2 separate regions of the Mus musculus genome follow, and region 1 is linked to region 2. The links are chromatin contacts, called in public HiChIP or PLAC-seq maps. All regions are on one chromosome and are shown on one strand. Each heading gives the region's core, a stretch centred on a gene start, on an enhancer-like site or on the middle of the called end of the contact. The rest is flanking DNA. Distances are from core to core; before and after follow the strand shown.

The links. HiChIP or PLAC-seq counts read pairs in DNA pulled down with a chosen protein or histone mark.
Region 1: an H3K27ac HiChIP or PLAC-seq map of embryonic stem cells shows a contact between it and region 2, with 9 read pairs. The contact joins two enhancer-like sites. A contact is called at or near these places in 1 of 484 Hi-C or Micro-C datasets (embryonic stem cells), 7 of 115 datasets of contacts at active chromatin or transcription factors (the SCID.adh cell line, embryonic fibroblasts and embryonic stem cells) and 3 of 9 other capture datasets (adipose tissue, embryonic stem cells and pancreatic islet).

The regions. Positions count from the first base shown.
Region 1 is chr1:11,095,740-11,099,942 of GRCm38.p6, forward strand. Prex2 (phosphatidylinositol-3,4,5-trisphosphate-dependent Rac exchange factor 2) reads left to right here. Exons shown (of 40, transcript NM_029525.1): 7 at 2,724-2,857. Among named protein-coding and RNA genes, the nearest start is that of Gm24173, 36 kb to the right of the region's middle. Within about 2 kb of position 1,777, at least 28 of the 459 cell types and tissues checked have an H3K27ac peak or open chromatin away from gene starts, as enhancers often do. A contact at or near this core is called in embryonic stem cells, where this site is marked.
Region 2 is chr1:10,851,466-10,855,240 of GRCm38.p6, forward strand. It overlaps the pseudogene Gm28659. Among named protein-coding and RNA genes, the nearest start is that of Cpa6, 130 kb to the left of the region's middle. Within about 2 kb of position 1,701, at least 9 of the 459 cell types and tissues checked have an H3K27ac peak or open chromatin away from gene starts, as enhancers often do. A contact at or near this core is called in embryonic stem cells, where this site is marked.

The DNA.
Region 1 (4,203 bases), core at 527-3,026, 240 kb after region 2:
CTTAATACAATATCTCTAGGATATGAACCTGGGTGGGGTGGGGGTCAACCATACTCAACAGTGACTTATGAGTCTGAACATTTTACTGAAGTTATGTTAGGATAATTAGCATACCCAGTTTCTCAAAACAAGAAGCTGATAAAGTTTAGGTCTGTAAATTTACAACTAAGGAAAAAAAAAAGCTGATTCTTTGAAGTATTGTTTTCTTACCTGCCCTTTAGCAGTAAATACAAGTTTTTCTCAGCATTTATGCAATAACTATGGCCAAGAAAATATACAGCTTATGCTTTAACTGCTAATCTTTGAAATTATCCTTTTACCACCACAGTTTATTATATTACTTCCCAGGAGAATGGCAATACCCACTATATTTGAGAAGATTTTGATAATGAAAAAGTGAGATACAGCCAGAAAGTGAAGAGTTTCAGAGTACCCTACTAGACCTTGTGAGCTCATAGGCCAACAAAGAATCTACTTTGCCAAGAAAACTACCAGATATTTAATTAGAGCTGTTGACTTACTTCATAGTACTGGGCCACACTCAATTTCACCTCACTTTGGGTGGATCAATTATGTGGTTTTAGCTGTAGGTTCTGGATTCACAGTGAGGTATTTTGATGAATGAATATCATTAACATGACACTGTTTAGTAATTAAGCTTAAAGTCCTTGAGTCTTGGTAAGTATGCTTTCTTTAAAATGCTATTTTAACTGTGGTTATCCCCAAAATAAGGAATTATATACTCACAAGGAAGTAATAAGCAATCATGCTACTGTATTGAGACCTAGGTTCATGTTCATGGTAATTTGGGGCTCAGTGAGCACAGGAGTGTTGATCAAACTGTGTAAAGATTTACAACATCTCCATTTGATTCTGTTCTGTCAGGATAAAAAGAAATTTTAAGAAGAGGTTTCCTAAAACAAAATATGTTTGGAATATAGATAAGCAAGTGAATATAATAACACCTCTTTATTAATTTCTACTTTAGAATTTTAAAATAGATTTGAGTTTTTGTTTAACTCTATTTGTAGTAGACTATAAGACCAATACTAGTAGTTGTTTGGACAAAGGACTTTGGACAAAGGACTGAGGTATGTATTTTACATATCAAAGCAGAACTGGCCTTCAGGTTCTCCCAGCATTCCCCAATCCTTACCTGACATACCTTGCCCCCAATCCTAAACTCCCAGCCCAGGAGCTGGGCTGCCATTCCCTCAGAGGCTTTTCCTATATAACCCAGACATTTTTGTCTTTCTTGCTCTCTTCTTCTTCTCTTTTCTCTGTACTCATGCTCTTTCTCTCTTTCTCTCCTCCCACTTCCCCTTGGAGATTCCCCTGGCCTCAATCCTAATTCCTAACTAACCTGCCTTTAATCTAATCTAATCTATTTTGAAATGGATCTTTTCATTGACATTGGAGATATAACCTATCAGTAATTATTATGGAAATATGAGGCTATGCTTAATGTTTTGAATATTAAGTATCAAAACCAAAAGATAGAAACTTTGATTTAAATAAAACCCAGCAATTTACCTATGGGTTAAAAGAAAGCAGGCACATTTAAAGCTGAAATATTCTAGCTGTAGAGACCAGCTGAAAGTTTGAATTCTTTTATTTGTCTCTCTTAAATCTGACTCAGCCTGTGCAGTATATGGATGGCTAGGTGGCAGCAAACAGCTTACAAGTGCTAGCAGGAAGTGAGCCAGACACTGTAGGAGCCCAGTGGAGGTGTTGAGAGCGGTGTGTTCAGCTCTCTGCTGAGCTAAATTATGTTGATGCCTGGGAGTGGCTGCTTCTCTCTGGCCTCTATTCTCCTCTCAGGTCTGTGTTAAGAATCAGCTAGAGGCATCAGATCCCTGGTGGGTTGGAGTTCAAGGGCTTGTGAGCCACCTGGCCTGGGTGATGGGAACCAAGCCTCTCATCCTCTAAGTCTCCCTCCAGTCCATTTTTCTTTTTCTATTGTCTCCTCCTTTCTATAATTAGATGATATCTTTAAATTGATACCCGCTAATAACAGGCTTCTTCTTCTTTTTTTTTTTAATTCTTGAGATTATAATGAAATTATATCATTCCTCCCTTCCCTTGCCTGGCCCCAAACTCTGTCTGTCATATACCCACTTCCTTGTCTTCTTTGAAATTCGTGACCTCCCTTCCTCTTTCTTGTTATTGTTGTTACAAGTATATATGTGCAAGTGTGTGAATATGTGTGTGCATGTATGCCTGTGGGGGTGTGTGGGGGTGTATGTACACATGCACACGCACGTGCACATGTGTGTATGTGATTGTGTCTTTTCCTTCCCTGTTATACTTGAGTTGCTAGGCTGACCATTTGATATTGGATGATCAGTTGGTGTGCTCTTAACTAGGGAAGATTTTCCACCCTTACCTCTGTAGTTGTCTATGGGCCTGTTTTAGCATGGCTGCTGTTGGAGCTTCAGTTGTCTCTGGGTAAACGTAGATTCTCTATGCAGACTGGGACGGAGACAGCATTCAGTGTAACCACCTTGACTGTGTACATGATAGTTGTTAATGAAAAAAAAAAAACAAAACAAGTGAAAAGTTAAAGAGCATAATTGCATACAAAAAGTCAGGCAGGACTTGCAGATAAGGTACAGTGGCATTGTACTTGTCTTACTTGTAAGACACCCTTCATTTGATCCCAGCACTATAAAGATAATAATGTTAGGCAATCAGACAAATCATCATTTCTTTTCCTGCCTCAGGGGTCCAACATTACTGACACCTGTACTGAGATGCTGATGTGTGGAGTCCTAATGAAAATTTCTTCCGGAAATATTCAAGAACGAGTGTTTTTTCTTTTTGATAATCTTTTAGTATACTGCAAAAGAAAACACAGGTAAGCTTATAAAAATTCACATTTTGGAATTATTATTTTGATCTTACAGGATCCCCACAGGAATCCTAGAACTCATCTCACTAATAACCCATTTCAGCCCAGCCTGCTTGCTTGCTTTCTTTACCTGCTGGGTAATCATGGCCAATGACTCAGTATCTCTTGTGACTTTCCCCCAACAGCTCTTTCAAGGGGAGGCATAACCTATCAGAGATGTTGGTGTGTTCCCCCTTTCTTAGTTAGCTTCTGAGCCATTTCTTCCTGTATCTGTAGGAGAGTTGGCAATGTGAGATTCTGTTCATATGTTTTCCCAATTGATCACTCACAGAACATAGTGTCTCTGCTTTGATCTCTGATCAATTTCCAGTCTGCTTCTGTCATCATCCAGGCTATTTTCAAAATTCCTGTACGTGACACATTGAGAACCTTGGGCCCCCATTCCCTTCCCTGTTAACACCTCTGCCACCAGTCCTATGCTGGTACCTGAAGCTTGTTAGCACTAGCAGTTATGAATTTGAACCTCCACTTTAATCATCCCATCCTGAAAGCTAGTGTGTCTATCATCAAATCCAGAACTTTTGCAAAATTATTATCAGTATACTGGTGTAATGTGATCTTATCGTCACCCAGAAAATTACTGAAAGGTTATATTGAAGTAAAATCTTATTATGTCTATAGTAGATATCCTTATTCACAATGCAGACTGCACAGTGGCTAGAAATGGGAATAACTTGATCAGTAATTCTCAACCTGTGGGCTGTGACCCCTTATATATCCTGCATATCAGATATCCTGCATGTCAGCTATTTAAATTATGATTTATAACAGTAGGAAAAGTACAGTTATAAGTAACAATGAAATAATCTTATGGTTGGGAGTCATGACAACATGAGGTACTGCACTAAACAGTCACAGTGTTAGGAACACTGGGAACCACTGAACTAGATTGAGGTGTCCTTTCTTCCAACATAGAGAAGCCTGTGAATAATTCCTTCAACCAGAAACAACCCAGATCGTTCACAGGCTTCATCAAGCCTTTGGAGGCCTAGAACTACTTTGAGAGCAGAGTAAACTGAATTCTCCTTCAACATCCCATAATATTGCAATCACAAGAACCAAGGACAATGCATTCATCTTCATGCCCTAGGACTTATTTTTGCATCTGAGTATTGCTCTACATATGAGCTTCTAGCAGGTCAGTTTCTCTGAAGATGAATCAGAAGAACTAATTGACTTTGCTTGGCAGGTCTTGTAAAAGCAAAGCAAAACAAAACAAAACTAAAACAAACTAGAAATTCTCAGCTCCTGAAAAGTGAGAATCAGAGGTGTGAGATCTCCAATGTAGCATT
Region 2 (3,775 bases), core at 451-2,950:
GACCTCAGAGGCAGTGTTACCAAAGCTAGTTAAATTCTTGCTCTTTGCAGTCTAGGGGCCAATAAATTTTCTGTGTAGACACATTGTATTGTTTTATTATTACCTACAGTAGAAATAGATCGAAGCTGTGTCTGACTCCTTGCATCAAACCTCTTCTTTGAGCACTAGCTTTCCTGTACGAGAAGGTGAAATGTGAGCAACGGAGGGAAGAAAGCAATCAATAGTCTTTCTTTCCCGGGTATGATGCCTATGAGCTGCAATAACCAAGGCATGAGATCACTAAAAGTGTCATGCTGTCACTTATATCTGAGCAATAACCAACAACTGTCTAATTTGACTTAAAGCCTAGTTGACAAGAGAAAGATCATGCCTTGCACTTGTAAACCTAGCTATCTATCTGTGGATAGTGAGTTCATGGGTCTTAGAGGAGAACCTATTACTGCCACTTTCCTAAACCAGGATAACCCCAAGTACATTGCAAATACTTATCCTTATACCCGTGAATATGTACTGCTTTTATCCCTTGTTAAAGTAGAGTATGTAGCAAACAGAGAAAATTACAAAATCCACAACTGGTCAAAATGCAGACAACAACTGACTACACGGTGCTTAGCTCTATGTGATACATCTACTACAGAACCCTTACATATCAGGCTGGGGGAGACTTGCATTGTGAATTGCAAAAGAGGCAGAGGGAAGTGTATGTCTGTTGACAGGTTGTGTCTTCTAGATATACTAGGGAAGCTACAACCATGAAATATCACCAAGATCTGAACAATGAGAACAGTTTACATGTCAACATGGATGGAGGGAGTCTTGTGGGGCCCCACCTTTACATGAAGAGCTATAGAGAGCTAATGACTGTAGAGAGAATGAGACTCAGCCTTCTCTAGGGATGAGCCCCTAACTGTATCCAATGCAAAATAGTCAGTCCTAAAAACACATACAACTCAGCAAGTTGTATTTATATATTTATTCACTTACCTGTATGCAGTGGTAGTAATTAAAGAAAAAGGCCATGAATTTGAGAGGGATGGGGGAAAATGATGTACTTCCCTTTTAATTAAGGTAAAATGCGTTAATAAAGATATTAATATATTTTAATATTTTTCATGTTGATGAGTAAAATGGCTATAACAGAATCACCTCAAAATAAATATTACATAAGTTCCAATTTCATTAAATTAAAATTATTTGTAAGTTCTACAAGACAGTACTAACTTCTCTTTCATATTTTTTTTTTTTGCTTTTTTTTAATTTAAAACTTTAGTACTCATAATAGCACATCCCAACTTTTCTTTTAACTGTGAAAATAAATGATCCATTTCCTTAAAGAAAGAACATGCTACTAAATTCGACTCAGAATGCTTTGGTTACTGACAAGAGCCAGGATGGTTTTAGAATAATCCTCTTACTTTCTTTGAAGCTAACTTAGAATTAAGAAGGACTCTAGTGTTTTGTCTAAGCCAAGGTATGACAGACAACATTTATCCTTTTATATAGCTTTCTAGGTTAGATATAAGCAAAGGTTGATGTATACTTTCATCAGAAGTCAGGTCTCTTCCCGATTAGTAGATAGCTTTTTTATTATTTAAAAATCCAGTCAGACTTTTCAGCATTCACTTGTAATCACTGGTACTTAGGAATCTGAGGAAAGAGGAGCTCTTGAACCTAGGGGTCAAGGTCAGGCTCCACAAGAAAACAGGACTCTGAAAGTTAAATAAGACCTGACAAAGGTGCTGTTGATTCTGAATATTTGGTGAGACTGAGCCCTTGATCTTCTTAGGCTAAAGTTTTCCAAATGTAGTGAAATTGAAGCTTGTAGGAAAGGATGGGCGTGGTGTTAGGAGCCACCTTTAATTAAAAAAAGAAAGAGTAGGATGGGGAGATGGCTCATTCAGGTAGGATTGCTAGCTTTTGAAGAATAAGGATCTGAGTTCAAATCTCCAGTGCTCATATAAAGAGACAGATATGGCTTGTGCCTGCAACCCCAACCTTTCAGGGTACAGACAGTCATATCTAGAGAGCTCAATGGCCATCCAGCCAAGCTGAAAGGGCTAAGCTTCCGGTTAGTAAGAAAGCCTGCCTCAAGGCAATAAGGTATCTTGTTCTGCTGTCTTCATAGCTATGCACATCCACACACTCATACACTGCATTTCATACTATAAATACACACACACACACACACACACACACACACACACACAAATAAAAGTGAAGAAAGAAAGTGATATAAAAGTCTGGGGGAAATGGTATATTTCTAGGAACTTAAAAGGCCAATATTTGCAGACTGATGGTATTCATGTGACTCTGAATAATTTGTTGACATGTGAGTCATGTGTGTCTGGTAAAACTCTTGCTGGGAAATGAGAATGTATTGAAGCAAGTCAGCAGCACCCCTTTTCCATTCTTTATCAATGTAAAGTCCTAAGGAGAAAACTCTTGCGTTCTGTTATTGCCTGCTCATGATACCATAACAAAATATTATGGACTGGAAACTTGTGAGCTACAGAAATGTGTTGCTTACAGCTCTGGAAGGTAAGAAAGCACGATCCAGCTGCATGCAGATTGAGTGTCTGGAAAAAAAAAAAAAAAACCTACTCTCTGCCGCTTACCTGGAGCTTCCTGTTGTGTTCTCACAGGGCAGAAACAAATAGCTCTCCAGCCTCACTAGCAAGGCTACTACGATCCTTTTAAGAATATCATAATAGTGGTTAAGTTTCAACATGTCAATTTTTTGAGGGACTCATACATTGAGACTGTGGCATGTTGGGAAAGGTAGTTTCTTGTCTTGATAGGTTCATTAATTCTATTTTCACAGAAAGCTGAAATACATGTGACCTTATCCCAAATGATCACATTCTGCTAGGTTTAGGCAGCAGAAACAAAATGTGGCCCCATCCACTTATCAGGTATTCATGTGTGTACTTTCAAATAAAACCCCTACAAATCTGAATAATGAGTAACCATCATTATACAAAGTAAAATTCATATAAAAGTATCTGTGACAAAATATTGTTAAAGAAATGATCACTTTGTGTCTGTCTAGATATTAGACAAATAAAAATTGCATGCCTATCATTCAATAGAATAAACATGTAATTTACAAATTGCATTTAATTAGCATTCTGTGGGCTATACATGAAAATTGGACTAGGAAAATGATCATGGCATTTGGAAGCTGTTTCAGCTGTTTCAGTTTCAGGCAATGGACAGGGCAGCTGGGGTCTCTCTGGAGTCTGGAGGAGGTCAGTTCTGTTGTTATGCTAAACAGAGAAGTAGATTAACATTTAAATGACTAGCCATAAGGCATAAAAAACCGATTTTTTACTTTAAATTATTCTCAGAGTGACATATTATAAGAATGTCACATTATGCCTTTATTCTTCCTACTGGTATATTTCCTTTACTCTTGAAAAGATGTCATGTAAAAATTTGAAAATAATAGTTATTTTTAGGAAGGACTAGTTTTCTCTAGCTATTCACGTAACTGCGCTTTGAAAGAGCAGAGTCATAGATTTGGTTCTACCAGAGAGCTATTTTTCTAAGAGTTAAAGCATGTTTAACTCTTCCAAAGAACCTAGGTCAAATATTGCTTCTGCTATAAATAAATGATAAAGTTTGAAGCATAATCAAATCATATATGAAAGCCCCATCTATTACAAGCAAATGAAAGTCAAATCTAGTAGTTTCCACAGGCTGAGTATATCTTCTTCCTATTACTTGGGCAAGAAGTACTTGAGATTTTTGGATACCCTTTGGGATGCTGAAGTGT